2 separate regions of the Rattus norvegicus genome follow, and region 2 is linked to region 1. A link is a contact called in public HiChIP or PLAC-seq data. All regions are on one chromosome and are shown on one strand. The core of a region is the stretch at or near the end of the contact, and the rest is flanking DNA. Distances in the headings are between cores, read along the strand shown. Region 1 holds the start of Trib2 (tribbles pseudokinase 2). Region 2 overlaps LOC102550954 (a long non-coding RNA gene).

Region 1 (3,662 bases), core at 974-3,473:
CCTTCCTTTCCAGTCTCCAGGCAGAAGGAAGCTTTAAAACTCCTTTTCCCTCTGCTAGAGCCTTGGGCTCAGCCGGAGGGGACACTTTTTGTGTCTCTTTTAAAAAGCCACCTTTGGAACAAAGGTTTAACACCTGCAGGCTGCTAAGAACAATGGCTACAAAAGAAACCGAAGGAGCGGCGTCTGAAAACCAACCGGGGATTCCCTAGTCCTTACATGAAGGGGAGGGGGATCGACCTGGGGAGAGAAATGCCCCGGCAAAGGGAATCAGCCCCACGCACCCGAGCTCTACGAGCCTCCCAGGGCACGCATGTCCGTGCCCCGGTTCAGATTCGCCGCCCTCCCTCCCCGGATCTCCCCAAAACGCCCCCGCTGCAGCCCGCCCCATTGTCTGAAACGGTCTGAAAACTTCGCAACTAGTCGAACGTGGACAGACACACAAATAAACCCGTTTAACGAGGCCACGCATAATGATCCCAGCAATCTTTCAGTCCTGGACTTGAGAGCTTTGAGACCTCCCGCACAGGCAAAGTCCCCAGGATATTTTTTTTTTAATTTAAGCAAAAGACAAAACGCAAAAGCAAAGATGGGCTGGTTACCTTGCACACCAGCTCCTCTCCGCTGTGCAGATGCACAGCGCGGAAAACGTGGTCTCCCTCCAGAGGCTCCAACAGTAAGTATTTCCCGATGCAGGAAACGCAATGCGACAAGTTCGGAGTCTCGGGCGGGCTCGGAGAGCCAAGGTTCGGGCTGAAACTCTGGCTGGGCTCAGCGGACCTTATAGACGACAGCTCTTCGAAATCCTGGGTTTTGTTCCGCGATCTCCCATATCTCGCTATTGTGATAGGGGTAGACCTGTGTATGTTCATGAGTGTGGGGATCGCACACGACAAAACAAACAAACCAAAAAGAAAAACCCCACTGGAGAGATGGATGAGCCGCGGGTGCAGGCGCCTCTGTGCCACAGACTTAAAAGGATCAAGAAGGGAGGGGACCCGTCTGGGGCTCCGTAGAGGAGAGTTAAGAACTAGCCCCCAGATGGGCGCCGCAGGGCTGGTCCCCGGCTGCGAGCCCCGCTCCCGGGGGTGCTCGCTCGGCCGACAACTCGGGTCCTTTTGTTACCCAGAAGCCGCCAGCGCAGTGCAGAACCGCACTCTGGAGTCAGTGGGTCTCTGTTCGCCGCGTGGATCTGGACGAGTGAGCGTGCCTCTGGGGTGCGGAGCTGCAGCGCCGGGATCCTGAGCGATCCCCAGCTGAGGATCCGCAGACCGGGCGGAGGAGCCCTGCCTGGAGTTTGTGCAGTCTTCAGGGAGCGTGCGGCGCCGGCTCGCCCTCCACGCGTTAGAAACCAAACAAAAAGAAAAAGGAAATAAGCACGGGTCTACCGGCTCACGCCGCGCGGCAGCCAGAATCCGCGCTGCACCCCCCCTTTTTGGTAGAAAGGGTGGGGGGCGTGGAAGGGGGTGCTAGAGAGGGCAGTTACCTAAGTCTTAACTGTAGATGGCGTCTGAGGCTTTTCCAAAAAATCGCAGAGCTCTCCCTCTCGCTCTCAAAAAAAAAAAAAAAAAAAGGGACAGAAAAAAAAGCAAAATAGCAAAGGAGCATTTAACTTGGGGCGGTCAGCAGTGGCAACAAAAGATTGCAAAAGCTGAGTAGGGAGTGCGGAGTAGGGCAGGCACAGGTACCGCGACAAAGCCCAAAGCTGAGCCCGCGCGGTCAGCACTAGCTCTTGCTGTCGCCGCTCACGTCCCAGATCCTCCTCTGATGAAGCAAGAAGTGCGGGCGGTGACCTGGGGGGACCAGCGGCAGGAGATTTCCGGGGGTCCTGCAGGAGCTGGCCGCAGATGCTCCCCGGACTCTGTTAACCCGCGGCGTTCTTTTTCCGCTGCACAGCTGGGTCTTGAGGCTTGGAACAATTTGCAAACCACTCTTGTCTCCCGATGCCTTGCGACCAAATTGCACGGCGGGCTTGTTCTGGAGGAAAAATAAAAATCGACGGCTTGTCTTCTTTTCTTTTCTTTCTTGCCACCCAGAAGTAGGAGAGGACCGTGTATTTAAAAATTAAAGGGGATGGCCACGGTGCCCTAGGCCAATCCCGGCGCTCAGCACGCCCGCATCCCCGGGCGAGGCGGTATTAATAGTTACTTACGTGGCCGGGGATCTCGGAGCGAGCCCGGCTGTGTGTGCGCGTATGTGTGCGCGCGCGCCTCGCTCGCTCGCGCTCAGTCTCCCCATTCAAAGTCACCGACACATTTCCACTGAGCCCCCGCCCTCTTCGCCGGCCCCGCCCCACCCACGCCCCGGCCCCTGTCATTGAGCCGGGAGCCCATCAATCAGCCGCGCCGCTGCCAGTTCGCGCGCGGCTCCCCAGCGCCTGCCCGCGGCCAGGACTGCTGCCGCCACTCCTGCAGCGCCCCCGCGGGAGCCCTGGCCTCGCCCCTGGATGGCTCGGCCAGGCGCGAGGTAAACAGTGCTTTTATATCCTTCCGCAGTCCATGGGCTCTGGGCTTGCCTGGCCTGCTGCTCGCGCTGCAGAGCTAAGGATGCTGGGCTGTGTATCTACCACCATCGCCACGCAACACCGGCAGGCTCAGGTCAACTTTGGGACTTAGATCCTCTTCCATGGGATTTTCTGCAGAAAGCCTCGCAACTTCTGAGTATTGGGCCCTCCTCTGCTGCGATGTTAACCTGAGCAAGAGGCTCCCCTCGGTTTTTAAAGAACGAAGAATTTCTTGCAGCCCACAGTCTCTAGAATTAGTTTTACTCTCTCTCCAGTTGCTTCTCACTTCAACAGAAGTCCATTGTGGGCTTGTAATTAGTGTCACCACCCCTCCCCCACTTCACAGTTATAGGATTGGGGGTACTTTCAGCGTCTTTTGATTTAAGGACAGGGTCTTTTGGGGGGCTCAGGCACACACACCTCTTTGCACTCACACCTCTGCAAGTGATATTGGCTCCCAGGCAAAGAGCCAGGCTTCTCCAGTCCAGTCATCTCAGTATGTGGGCCAGGAACACATTCAATACTAAGTTCAACTGAAGGCTGCACTTTAACCCGGACTTATTCTTAGCTTCCTGGTAAGGTTCCTGACTATTGGTTTGAGCAGACCTGGGGAAAGTTCAGGCCACAGCTTCAGCCTCTTGCCTTTACCTCAGAGAAGCAATGTAGCAGGGAAAACAGAAAGAGAAGGAGAAGCAGCTATGGTCTGGGGCGAGGCTACTGCTTTCTACGAGGGAGGCCACTCTGCAACAGTTTTCCGCACTACCACTTTTGAACGAAAATAGAAAACTATTTATAATTATAGTTAACTGGGACAATAGTTGCTCTAATGATCAGGAGATCCCTGAGGGTTGTTTCAGAATGGTGAATGGACCTTGCTTGTCCAGCTGGCCACCCTAGAGAACAGATTTTAAGAAAAAACTAAGATGGCCCGTGTCTTCTCACAGATCTCACATCCTGCTCCCCACTCATCTGCCTTACACTCAGTCTCCGATCTCTAAACTGTCCCTTAGTAGGATAACAGTTTGAGGATGTCATGATGACCACAGACTAGTGTGCCATCATGTAGTCTCTGCCCAGTTCAAGAACGGCGCTAGATAGTCTCTACAGAGGACCCATGGAGAAATGTTCCCTGTGGCCTCTACTGGGTAACTATCACAAAACT
Region 2 (3,559 bases), core at 344-2,843, 720 kb after region 1:
CGTCTAATCAAGTCACTCCCTGCTGTCTCAGAGCCCGTTTCCCCACCTACAAAATAGAGACAACGTTACTTCAAGAAATGAATGAGTGGATTCCTCACCTCAGCCTATGCCACACTTTCTAGAATCTTCTCCTGGGTTGGAGGTCCCACTTCCTAAGTACCAGCGATCTTCACGTGCCTTGATGTAGCAAGGAAAATCTGTAAGACGCAAGCACAGTATTTCGTGGGCATGCGTCATGGTTTGAACAGGAAATATCCCTAGAGACTCTTGGTGACGTTATTTGGGGTATTGATGGGATCTTTAGGGACCGGCCTGAAGAAGTAGATCCCTGAGAGGGTAGCTTTTAGGGGCGTGTCCTGACCCTGTCCTTTCCTGTCTCCTCCTCTTGGCTCTAGTGGTAGCTCCCACCTGGCTGTTCCGACTCAGCACAAGCTCAGAAGCAATGGAGCCAACAGCCCTGAACCATTGAGAGCCTGAGCCACAGGGAGGCCCAGCCCACCCCACTCAATTTGCTTCTCTTGGGTATTTGTCAAAGGGACAAAACTCGAACTACCACAAATCTTATGATTCCAAATCCTCACCAAATGCCTCATCTGATCAACCTCCCATGACTCACTGACAAGCCACAGTCCCAGAGAAAGCCATTGGCTTTGGCATTGGAAGTTTGAAGGAGTTGATTCAGGGATGACGAAAATTCAGGCATTGTGACCCTTGACCAGGAACAGTTTCTTTTCAGGCTGCCCTTAAAACCAGCGCGTAGAGGAACAGAGTGACAGGCTGCGGTGGCCTTCATGCACACAAAACATTCATAGAGGTGCGACTGAGGCTTGTCGGTAACAGTAGGCAAGCTTACTTGCCTTGGAGCCTAAGTGTCCACATCCATAAGAACAGTGTGATTTAAAATGTGGCTGTTAGGATAACTAAAAAGACAAGTTAATTACAAATCAAGGCCCACCACGTGTGCAGTTATTTAGCTCTCTATAGTATAGTATGGTACAGTATAGTATAGTACAGTATAGTATAGTACAGTATAGTATAGTACAGTATAGTATAGTACAGTATAGTAGAGTACAGTATAGTAGAGTACAGTATAGTAGAGTACAGTATAGTAGAGTACAGTATAGTAGAGTACAGTATAGTAGAGTACAGTATAGTAGAGTACAGTACAGTATAGTACAGTACAGTATAGTACAGTATAGTATGGTACAGTATAGTATGGTACAGTATAGTATGGTACAGTATAGTATGGTATAGTATAGTATAGTACAGTATAGTATAGTACAGTATAGTATAGTACAGTATAGTATAGTCATGGCCGAGGAGCCATGTCAGCTGCGGTGGCTCCTCTGAGGTGACAGAAGCACAGGACAACAATTATTCACACCTTGACAGATCAGGAAGCAGAGAACAGGATCGGAAGTAGAACTCCGTGTATTTCTTATATGGCTTCAGTGAGGATATTCACTGGGAGTCTGTTCCTCCAACTGGAAGTTATACACAGATCTTACTAGGAGTCCTAGCATGGCAGCCATACAACACCAAAGACATGAAGCCAGCCCAGCCACATGTGGCATTCTTTCAACACAGTGTCACTCCCTACAGGACTGAAATAGGGGAGGCTGTGTGATGGCCTCTCACAGCAGCCCCAGGGAGCAAGCAGCATGGGTCTGGAGCCTCAAAGCACTGTTTAGAAGGACCCAACCGAGTTCAAGTGACTACCCACTGATAGTGGCCGTACCCGTGTGCCAGGCCAGGAGCTGCGTGCTAGGGCCTAAGACAACTGTTGGCTGGCACAGTCAGTGGCCAGCCCCAGAAAGCAGACCTTCCCAGCTACAAAGCTGTCAACAGGAGCTAGGAATACTTCCCACGGGAACAGAGCACCCTACACGGGCCCCAGGCACCGGTCCAGCAGAGCAGAGCACAGCGCGCAGCTGGAGGCCTGCTGAGCCAGTGCACACTTACCCAATTGTGCCAGGAACGAATGGAGAAACTGTATCTGCTCTGACGGGCTCAAAGCTGCCGTCTGCCCTGCTCTCCAGGTGCTGCCTTAGGAAGCCTTTTCAAGGACTGTTCAGGACAAGAACAGCTCTTCAGGGACATCAGGGCCTTCCCACGGGTCTCCTGTCAGCTTTTGCTGGAGGTTGGGGGTGGGGGAATAATGTGGAACACAATCCAAGTAATGCCATACTCTGTGAAGCCTGGAAGCGGCTTCCAGGGTGACTGTGTGTTTTGTTTCCTCTGGGTAAGCCCCGCCCCCCTTGCCTATTGGCCATCCCACAAGTCAAGGCAATAGGCATAAGCTGTCCCTTTCAAAGGAGGCTTTGCATTCATTTTAACCAGGCCTCGAACTTTGGGAACTCTCTCACTTCCCCAGGCATGCTAAGACACAGCTACTGTGTGCTCTGGTGCCTACTCAGAACTAGCATTTCCCATGAGTTCCAGAGCGAGGGTCACTCATGTCACTAGGAGAGCATTGATCCAGTCCATCTATTGGCACCGTGCAGAAATCAGGTAAGGACTCCTGAGGTGAGGGTTCCTGGTACTCAAGGAGGTCTGAACCCAATCTATCCCAGTTCAACTTAATGTCACTGTGACCTCTCCCCTCCCTGAATTGTCTCTGTGCATTCCCACCAAGAGACAAGAACAGAATGAGCTGGAAGATGGCAAGGATTGCAAGGGAGTTGCCCTGGTGGGTCTCGAATGTTTAATTAGAGCAACTAGAGTGTGCAGTGGTAAGGACCAGGCTTTGGTCATTCTGATGAAAGAGGAACAGTGGGGGACCAAGGCAAACTGGAGACTCTGCAGAAAATGGGAAACAGCAGAATGAGCACCTGATCGTGGAGAACCTGGCTTTGCACACTTGGAAGGGGTGCAGACAAAGCTGCTGTGCTTTCAGTCAGGACAAACATCCGGGGTGCATTAGAAACAAGAGTCCTCTCAAATACCTGGCTCGCAGCAGATGCTTCATGTACCCAGATTCAAGGCACAAAAAATGTTTGCCACCCGTACCTCCTGCAGGCTAGAAACCACACAGCGCTCTTAGCAGAGCCTGTCCAGTTGGGATGCTCTTCCAGACCAAGGCATCTTCTCAGCAATGCAGCAATGTGAATGTCTGTCCCCAGAGACCCAGCACCTTCAGGCTGTCCCCCATCCACCACAGGGCACCAGGATAGAGCAAGAAGCAGCCCACTATGATATTCTTCCCATGTTCGGTTTGTCTACAGGTCGTAGATTGTGAAAGGTTCATCTCCCTTGGACACAGGGGAATCCATTCCCCTTACCTGGAGGGCAGTTTGAAGAAGGCAGTTTGAAGTTTTAATTACAAAAGAAAGTAACCATTAGGTTTTCAGTAACTACACACTTCACCCTGGCCCAAGACTGGCACTTCTCCCTCTGTACTTCTGCAAGAATGGGTGCTGCTTGGGCAAGCGTCTCATATGTCAAGGTTACTTCATGCTAGTATTACTACAGACAGATGAGAACACCCAGCAATGCTACCCACGGCCCTGCATGAAGCAAACGGTAACAGAACCATTACTCTTCCAGGGTACAGCATTCA

The links. HiChIP or PLAC-seq counts read pairs in DNA pulled down with a chosen protein or histone mark.
Region 2: an H3K27ac HiChIP or PLAC-seq map of oligodendrocytes shows a contact between it and region 1, with 20 times the contacts expected there. The contact joins the enhancer-like site here to the promoter of Trib2 in region 1. A contact is called at or near these places in 12 of 12 Hi-C or Micro-C datasets (the A7r5 cell line, the Rat2 cell line, Schwann cells and 7 more) and 1 of 1 datasets of contacts at active chromatin or transcription factors (oligodendrocytes).

The regions. Positions count from the first base shown.
Region 1 is chr6:44,296,871-44,300,532 of GRCr8, forward strand. Trib2 (tribbles pseudokinase 2) reads right to left here and starts at 2,224. Exons shown (of 3, transcript NM_001108015.3): 1 at 600-2,224. The coding sequence starts at 869.
Region 2 is chr6:45,015,323-45,018,881 of GRCr8, forward strand. It overlaps LOC102550954 (a long non-coding RNA gene), which reads right to left. Exons shown (of 6, transcript XR_010052219.1): 1 at 1,963-3,559; 2 at 99-197. Among named protein-coding and RNA genes, the nearest start is that of Lpin1, 92 kb to the right of the region's middle. Within about 2 kb of position 1,594, at least 37 of the 93 cell types and tissues checked have an H3K27ac peak or open chromatin away from gene starts, as enhancers often do.